Regions from separate parts of the Mus musculus genome. Here region 1 is linked to region 2. Evidence: chromatin contacts called from public promoter capture Hi-C data. All regions are on one chromosome and are shown on one strand. Each heading gives the region's core, a stretch centred on a gene start, on an enhancer-like site or on the middle of the called end of the contact. The rest is flanking DNA. Distances are from core to core; before and after follow the strand shown. Region 1 has its middle 15 kb from the start of Smim38. Region 2 has its middle 12 kb from the start of Fadd.

Region 1 (4,754 bases), core at 804-3,303, 650 kb after region 2:
GGAACTCACTCTGTAGACCAGGTTGGCCTTGAACCCAGAGATTCCCCTGCCTCTGCCTCCCAAGTGCTAGAATTAAAGGAGTGTGCCACAACTGCCTGTCCTGAAGCTGTTAAATACAACTTCAGCACCATGATCAATATGCAGAGTTCAACAGGCAGAGTCTTTTTATGACAATCTGATGGTGATGAATTGGAATGCACAATTCAGGGTCTGAGTGTCAGTCACATGCAGACATAGTTAATGTCCACTTTACCTCCTTCCTCTGGCCTCTTTAAGGGGCCAACTCAAAACTTCAGCATCCTCTTAAGTAGTTTACCTTTAAGATTTCTTTTTAATTAGTTAGTTGGTTGTTAATTAGTTTTGTTTTGAGACAGGCAGGGTCTCTATGTATCCCTGGGCTGACATCTCCTTATGCAGATCAGGCTGGCCTCTAACTCACAGAGATCTATGTGACTCTACCCAATGGATGCTGGGATTAAAGGCTTGGGCCTCCAACACTTGACTTTTTTTTTCCTTTAAATTATCTACATGTGTCTGTGTGAAGTTGTGCACATGAGTGCAGGTGTTTGCAGAGGCCAGAAGAGGGCAGTAGATCTACTGGAGTTGGAGTTCCGCTGTGAGCCACCAGATATGCAGGGAACTGAACTCTGGTCCTGTGCAAGAGTGGCCGTGCAATACAGTCTCTTAACCACCGCTGAGCCACTCTTCAGCCCCCGGTGTCTATATGATGTTTCTATGGGATAGATCTGCTCAAGAGCAATGAAGGCCCTCTTGGAGGGTGCAGGCAACCTAAAGGCCTAGGCTGCTAGAGCCAGTCCAGTGCCTTCTGTTACCTACACTGGTTTGTCCCTTCCCAGAATTCCTGCAAGAGTCACCACACTAAGATGATCACATTGAGTCACAGCAAGGCTCTCACAGGGCACTGACCCAGGTTCAGTGTCTGCCAGATGTGCTGACTGACCCCCCCCAAAAACTGTAGATGGCATGGACCACCCCCCCAACCCTGACCAGAGAGATGAGATAACCTGCCCCAATACAACAGCATCAACACCTCCCTTCCTCTGCATAAGATAAGGCCCCACAGAGGATACCCTTCACTCCAGTACTCTGTGTTCCTCCCTGATGTTTCCAGATGTATCTTGGCTCCTAGGATCCATGGCAAATCCAAAAACAATGAGTCTCTTCTTCCAGGAAAGAGGGGTGAGGCCAGGACCAGAATCCTGGAGGAAAAGGCAAGGCAAAGGCAGCAGGGCTGTTGAGCCTTCCTGCAAGGAAGTGGGGGCAGGGGTAGGCTCCAGGTCCCGGCAGAGGATCCTAAGCATCCCAGGCATCAAGCAGTGTCTGTCACTGACAGCGGGTGAGTACTTAGCCCTGTGCACTCAGAGGGCCTGGGTACCAGACACTCCCACAGCTGAGGGAAGGACAGCAGAATATCACAAACAGAGACCTGGGCTGAGTATAGAGGATTGATTGGGGGTGGCCTTGAGGATTTTAGGGAACCTTGAGGGTTCCTTGCTGACAGACAGGGAAGACCCAGTGGTCCCTGTAGTACAGAACTTGGCTCTGCCACACAGCTGAACTTCATCTACCAAGAGGAGCTTCTATGAAGGCCAGGCTGTGTGGACATTACTGGGTAGATGATTGTCACTGGTGCATGGGCCCTGCAGCTGCTATTGCTGCAACCACATGTCCCCTGTCACTTACACAAAGCCAACCCCACTTGTCTAAGGTCTATGAACATAGATGACCCAGGTGTACTGGCTTGCTCTGACTCATTATCCTCTGTGGTAAGATGACTAGTGATTAGTCCTAGGAAATCCCCAGACACACACACACACACACACACACACACACACACACACACACACACTCACACACTTGCTGAGGTCCCAGACAGGAACAGGCTGTGGCCACCACCAAGAGGCCCAAGGGCAGAATGAGGGACACTTCTAGGGAAGCAAAAGTCTTTCTCCAGGGACAGTGAACAGCCCTGCAGTCTGCCCCCACAGAGAGCCCTGCTGCAGGGCGGGGGCTCAGGAATGTTCTCTGCATACATAGCAAAGTTGTGAGTCAGACACAGTGGGGAGGAGGCCCGCAGCAGGGCTGCAGGCAGGAGGTGGAACCCTCCAAGCAGAATCCTGGTAAACAGCAGGCAGTGTCTGGGTCCTGTCCCATGGCCAGCAGTCTACCTGGGCCACATCAGGGGTGAGGAGCACATGGGCCAGGAGAGGGCAGTGTGGCCTAGGTTAGCTGGGGACTTGCAGATGAGGCTTCCAACTCCTTGCCCAGTGCTCTCTCTGGACTCCTCACACAGTGCTCTCAGAGCCAAGCACCACCCCAGGCACTGCCACCCCTTGAGTAAACTGACCTTTGCAGAATTAAATGGGGCTCCAGCAACCCAGGAAGACCGGGTGCTGGGTTCTATTTCTCAGGACACCTCCTGTCTCCAGTATGCGAAATGATACCCAAAACTCCTACTGTGTGCTGGGCCCTGGCAGGAGTTCCTATACATTGATTCATGGGACAGAAGCCGGGCTACAGTGTGGACATGTATGCAGCATGTAGAGGTCAGCTAGCCCTGAGAGCTCATTCTCCAACCTTCACCCCTGCTGAACTAGCCAGCAACCTCAGGCACATATGGGAGCCAGGTGATACACCTCAGGCCCCACAGAATGACCATGGGATCTAGTTGCAGGGCCTTGGCCTAACCCACTGAACTGTGGAGAGAAGGAGAGGGCTAAAGATGTTCTTCTACTGGGGGATGCTAGGCAGAGGACACAGGGCTACCTCTCTACACCCACAAAGCAGGGGTCTGAGCCCCAACAGGACTCACTGGGTAAGCCCTTCACCTCTCTAAGCCTCAGTCTCCTCGTCTGTAGATGGGGATGGGGAGGCATCAAGGACTGTTATTATTTAATGATCTCCATGAGAGCTGGCTCAGTTGATAGAGGGATTTTTCCCAGCATGCACAAGGACTTGAGTTCCATCCCTAGCACCACACACCTATTCCAAGCACTGAGGAAGCAGAGGCAGGGGGATCATCATGAATTCTAAGTGGGCTTGGTTTGCATAGTAAAGCCCTAGCTCCCAAAACTAAATTAAATTAAATAAGCCAGGAACAGTGTGCACACCTGTCATATTAGCGCTTAGAAAGCAGAGACAGGAAGGCATCAGACTGTGACTAGCCTGGCCTACAAAGCAAATTCCAGGCCAGCCCCAGATCCAGAAAGAAAGAGGTGGAGGGAGGGAGGGAGGCAAGGAAGGAAGGGAGGCAGGCAAGGAAGGGAGGGAGGGAGGGAAGGAGGGAGGCAAGGAAGGAAGGGAGGGAGGGAGGGAGGGAGGGAGGGAGGGAGGGAGGGAGGCAAGCAAGGGAGGGAGGGAGGGAGGGAGGGAGGGAGGAAGGAAGGAAGGAAGGAAGGAAGGAAGGAAGGAAGGAAGGAAGGAAGGAAGGAAGGAAGGAAGGAAGAGAGCACCTTATCCACCTAAAGAAAAAAACAAGAAGCCTGCACAGTACCCTTCAAGGGCACATCTTGAAGCCTGCCCTAGATGCTGCCTCTCAGAGGCTCCACCCATCCTTGTAGCACCTCTCTGAAGATGGAGCCTTTACTAAATGGGCCTCTGAGAACAACCATGGCACAAACTTCAGTGAAGAGCTTGGGCATCCAGAGCCTGGACCACACAACCACTTCCACCCACCAAGTGTGCCACTCTGCGGTGGGTGAACAGAGGATATGTTGACCTCTGTGGGGCTCTGAGAGAGCAGACAGGTGGTCTTGCTCTCCCCAGGGTCACTCCTGCTGTTCCCTCATCAGAACAATGAACCTCTGATCTCTCAAAGTGCTTCCTCTAAGAAGCCTTCTGCCTCATCTGCCTTTAACCTTGCAGCCTCTGGTCCACATTGTGTATCACTCTGTGGATGCTACCAAGTGTCCTGTGCATCTTGGTCCCCTCCAATGGAGGAGGACCTGTTGGCTGCATGAGGAGGAAGGATGGATCTCTCGCTTTGGGGGGGGGGGGGTCACTGCTCCATGGGTGGGTTGGCCACTCCTTGGGAAGCTAACTGGACCCAAAATGGGCAGAGGGCAAAAACGGACACATGAGGGGTATCCATCGGCTCCTTAGCGGGAACCAGGTATTCACCTGTGCCTGACTGACCCAGGGTTGGCCCCACAACCTTGAGCCTGTGGCCTCATCTGTCCAGGCCACAGTTTCCCAACAGCTCGGTAACTGAAATAACAGGACTTCTGCCTGCCCAGAGTATTCCAAGGATCCAGAGATGAGTGTAAGTAACGGAGACAGAGATGCCCAAGCATAGCCACACAGGGTCAGCCCCCTTAGGGCGAGCCTCAGCCGCAGCCCTAAGAGCTCCCTCAGTGTCTCTCATTTGACAGATGTGGATGCTGAGGCAAAGAACAACAAGCCATCTGTCCATCATCCAGAGTCCACATGTGCTTGAAGGGCAGGAAGAATGCTTGCCTCTAAAGGCCCAGCCAGGCCACCGTGTACTGCTGGCCTGTGAGTGAGCACTTGTCTACTTCTGTTGAAGAGACCAGTGAGTCAGGGAAGAATAAAAAGGACATGTAGTCTGAGACCCCCGTCCCTGCTGTTCCCTTCAGGCTGCCAAGTCCCCACTGTGGGACCCATTCCCCAGGAGGTCTCAACAGCTCAGCTCAGCTAGCCAAGGCCATGATCCGGAAGACCTCCACCAGTGTTTAACACACCGAGTCTATCTTTCTGCCTTACCTACCTTCTTC
Region 2 (4,635 bases), core at 496-2,995:
ATAAAGGTCCCCGTAGGCTCATGTATTTGAATGTTTTGTCCCCAGTTGGTGTAACAGATTAGGAAAGATTAAGAGATTTGGCCTTGGGGCTGGAGAGATGGCTCAGCAGTTAAGAGCACTGACTGCTCTTCCAAAGGTCCTGAGTTTAATTCCCGGCAACCACATGGGGGCTCATAACCATCTATAATAGGATCTGATGCCCTCTTCTGGTGTGTCTGAAGACAGCTACAGTGTACTCATATACATAAAATAAATGAATCTTTTGAGAGAGAGAGAGAGAGAGAGAGAGAGGGAAGATTTGGCCTTGCTGGAGTTGTGTCACTGGGGGTGGGCTCTAAGGTTTCAAAAGGTCATGTTGTTGCCAATTAGCTTCCTTTTTCCCCCTCCTTGTGGCTTTATTTCAAGATGTGAGCTCTTGGCCTGGAGAAATGACTCAGCAGTTAAGAGCACACTGTCTTCTCTTTCAAATGACCCAGGTTCAAATCCCAGCACTCAAAATGGCAGTTCACAACTGTCTATAATTCCAGTTCCAGGGGATATGACACCCTCACACAAACATACATGGAGGTAAAACATCAATGTAAATTAAAAGAAAAAAAAAAAGAGTGAACTCTCAGCTACTGCTCTAGTGTCATGTCTGCCTACCGCCATGCTCTCTGCCATGATGGTCATGGACTCTCTCTAAAACTGTAAGCCCCTAACAAATTCTGTCCTCTATAAGTTGTCTTGGTTATGGTGTTTTATTACAGCAACAGAACAGTAACTAAGACAAGTACCTAGCAGGCCAGAACCAAGAGCATGTGTGTGGATGGCCACACAGCTCAATAATCCTGTCATCACCTCAGCTCCATTTATGGGGTGGGAGGACACTGGAGCAGTGGAGGAGCATGTTGAGGCACATACCTGATCCCTGCTGCACCCTGCATGCAGGGTAAATGAATGATAAAAAAAGCCAGGGTAATAACACATGTCTATGTCCCAGATACTCTGGGGCCTGAGACAGGAGGACTTCCATGCTTCTAGACCAAGCTACAGAGTGGGACATTGGCCTCAAAACAAAGCAAAGCATGGACCCAATGACCAGGCCTGGGATGTGGCTCAGTTTGTTGAGTGCTTGCCTAGCATGCATGGTGCTGGGGGTTACATTCCCTACGTTCTACAGAAAACTGGGTGTGGTGGCACATTCCGACAATCCCAACCTGTGGGAGATGGAGGCAGGAGCTCCAGGAGTTCAAGTTATCCTCAGCTACATAGTGAGTTTCAGGTCAGCAAAAACCAAACCAACCCAACCCAGGGGCTGGAGAGATGGCTCGGTAGTTAAGCACACTGGCTGCTCTTGCAGAAGACCTGGGTTCAGTTTCCAGGTCTATATGGCAGCTCACAACTTCAGTTCCAGGAGATCCAATGACCTTTTCTTACCTCCAAAGGCACGGGTGGTGTCCATACACACCCCTACACAAAACATCAATACACATAAAATAAAAATAAAATGTCAACACCTACCACCCCCAAATATATGGAGTTAGATTAACAGTGAGTAAACTGGAGGGTCTTCATTGCTCTGAACCCAACCTCCAGCAACGTCTCAGGGAAGATGTCCTGCCCTTCCTCTCCCCGCTGCATGGGGAAACTCGGGTTTTCCCATGATGAAAGGGTTTGGGATGCTGTCCAGACATCACCGCCCTCTCTTCTTGGGCTCTGGCCAACGTAGGCTTAGCTGTGGAACTGCCAAAGCCTGGGAGCATTTCCGGAACCTAGGCCTCATGTTACGCTCCTCTCAATGAGAGTCCCTTGCCCCAGTCCAGACACTGACCACTTTTGAGTGCCTGGTGACATCAGCCTGTTTGCTCTTCCCTGTGGGTCAGCATGCTGCTGGTGGTGACTGTGTCCTTCTGTGGACTTGTGGGGTAGACCATTCAACAAAACCAAAGTTGAGAGTCTGTACTAAACCACCAGTGACTGCCTGGAGAGAGACACTGCTCACAGTGCAGCCCCGAGTACATTTTACAGGGAGCTTTTAAAGGCAAAGAACACAGAAAAACTACATCCTGGTTGGCAGCTGTAGAGGGAAGAAGGAAGCAGTTTAAGAGTACCCCAAAACATACAGTTAGCTTAGACATTTCAAACCCAAGTTTCTAAAACAGGGTTGGATACGTACCTTCCTTCCTTCCTTCCTTCCTTCCTTCCTTCCTTCCTTCCTTCCTTCCTCCCTCCCCCCTTCCTTCCTTCCTTCCTTCCTTCCTTCCTTCCAAAGATTTGTTTATTTATATGAGTACATTGTAGTTGCTTTCAAACACACTAGAAGAGGGCATCAGATCCTATTATAGATGGTCGTGAGCCACCATGTGGTTGCTGGGAATTGAACTCAGGACCTTTGGAAGAACATTCAGTGCTCTTAACCACTAAGCCATCTCTCCAGCCCCCGGTTGGGTACTTTTCCATGGTACTTTTCACAGTGGGAGTAGAAAGGGGAGCAGGAGTCAGTTTCAGCTTAAACCAAAGATGCTCCAGCTAAGACAAGATGGAGGAACCTTTGCTCTGTCACATTTCCCACTAGTCTTAGTTAACGAATCAGATCATGGACATATCCTGCTCTAACGAGGTGTAGTTTGTCTTAAAGACCATTAATTTGATGCACTACTTTTTTGTTTTACATAATTGGCCATATAATTTAAGATGCAGGGCCTTACCATTAATCCAATCAGAACGAAAATCAAAGACCCAGTCAGTGCTGATAACAGAGCAGTTAGCTGGGAACCAAGAGAACAGAGACTGGCACCAATGATCTGATTCATGTCTTTGTCTTTCTCTCTCTTTGAGGTTTTCCCCAACCACAGCATGATTTTCTCTCATTACTCAATCAATTAGCACAGGAGCAACAGGTCTCTCCCAAAGCAGTCCCAGTTTCAGTCTTGTGAGAAGTAAGCCCAAGCCTCTCTGATTTTGTAGGACCGTGTCTGCAAGGGAGCTAACTGTTGTTCTAATTCAGAAGTGGAAACTTTAACACCTCTGGGTCCTGATCACTCTGCCTGCTTAGTTCCTTCAAGTTTTTATTCCTGTGATAAAGGCTGACTCTCTCTCTCTCTCTCTCTCCCTCCCTCCCTCTCTCTCTCTCTCCCTCCCTCCCCTTCCCTCTCTCTCTCTCTTCCTCTCTCTTTCTCTCTCTCTCTCTTTCTTTCTTTCTTTCTTTCTTTCTTTCTTTCTTTCTTTCTTTCTTTCTTTCTTCTTTCTTTCTCTCTCTCTCTCTCTCTCTCTTTCTTTCTTTCTTTCTTTCTTTCTTTCTTTCCTTCTTTCTTTCTTTTTGTGAGACAGGGTTTGGGTTTCTCTGTGTAACAGTCTGGACTGTCCTAGAACTTGTTTTGTAGATCAGGCTGGCTTTGAACCCAAAGATCTGCCTGCCTCTGCCTCCCAAGTGCTGGGATTAAAGGTGTATGACATCACCTCCAGACTCTTTTTATTTCCTTTGTAATCCAGGGTCCATATTTAAAAACATTCTCCCTTCCTCCCCATTATAGAGGTATGCCTGGGACAGAATGGATTTCTTAGTTTGGAAAGCACTAGAAGAGGCACAGATAGTTAAACCATTAGTACAGGCTCATCAAGTAGTCACGTGGGTCTGGAAATATTGCTGTTGTCCAGATGAGTTAAACCAAAAGGCAGAATAGCAAGCATCAGAATAAGGGGAAGTGCTTAAGTTAAAGGTTTTGAATGATATTAGACAAGTTCCAGCCCTTTGTAGGTCCTCTGACATTACTTTGGGCTGCCCCTAGTCACAATGAGTTTTTTCAGTCAATGGGCTGACAGTCTGGAGAGTTCCTATCCCTGTGTAGTATGGGGTCTGGGGATCCAAGCATACCCAGTGATCCTGGCCAATTTCTGGCTGGCAATGATTAGCTAAGGGACAGTGGAAGGTGGGACTCTGCCCTGATGTGCTCAATAAGGTAGTGAGTGTCTTTGGAAGGGAGAGTTGGTCAGGGCTTTGGCATGGGTAGGAGATTTTTGTTAGGACCCAAAGGTCTGGGGAAAGAGGGGTGAGGAGTTTTCTGGGTACTGAATCTATCCCCCAGGGTCTTTTCCTGTAGTATAGAGTCTTATTCCCCAAATTTTCCCTGTTTCCCATAGGCCAGAATGTTTCTTAACGAATTTCCAGACTTCTAATTTTATGGCCATTGGATTGCATTTTCCTATTGTATATGCCTTGGGCGGGCCTTCCTTTCCATACACATATTTTCATTTATGAGGGCTCTGTTTTATAACCCATTCTGCCCCCTTGTTGTTGGTAACTAGAGTGCCCAGCCACAGGGCATGCACAGACTTATAAACTCTGTATTCCTATATAAAAAAAAAAAAGCTCCCACAGCTTTCCTTTCTCCGATTCAACCAGACACTTAAAGCGGGCATCAGTGAGCAAAGATCAAAGTGGAGTATGGGTTGTTGGTCTGTAGTCATGCTAGCTAACACCTCCCAGGTATCTGTCTCTCTCGGTTCCCTAGTCCAAGCCTGAGGGAAGTGGGGTTGGACCATGACCCTATACTCATAACCACAGGGCAAAACACAAGGCTAAGGAGGAGGTAGAGGGGCAGGGAGGGAAAGGGTCCAGACCAGCCAGACGAAACTTAATTTTAATGAGTCCGT

Evidence for each region. Promoter capture Hi-C pulls out the DNA fragments that hold promoters and counts their contacts.
Region 1: a contact with region 2 is called in a promoter capture Hi-C map of the 3T3-L1 cell line, with 2.3 times the contacts expected there. The contact joins two enhancer-like sites. A contact is called at or near these places in 3 of 39 promoter capture datasets (the 3T3-L1 cell line, cranial neural crest and hippocampal neurons) and 2 of 115 datasets of contacts at active chromatin or transcription factors (bone marrow-derived macrophages and extraembryonic endoderm stem cells).

The regions. Positions count from the first base shown.
Region 1 is chr7:145,220,363-145,225,116 of GRCm38.p6, forward strand. It overlaps a transcript of Tpcn2 not described here. Among named protein-coding and RNA genes, the nearest start is that of Smim38, 15 kb to the left of the region's middle. Within about 2 kb of position 2,054, at least 162 of the 459 cell types and tissues checked have an H3K27ac peak or open chromatin away from gene starts, as enhancers often do.
Region 2 is chr7:144,567,911-144,572,545 of GRCm38.p6, forward strand. No RefSeq gene overlaps it. Among named protein-coding and RNA genes, the nearest start is that of Fadd, 12 kb to the right of the region's middle. Within about 2 kb of position 1,746, at least 58 of the 459 cell types and tissues checked have an H3K27ac peak or open chromatin away from gene starts, as enhancers often do.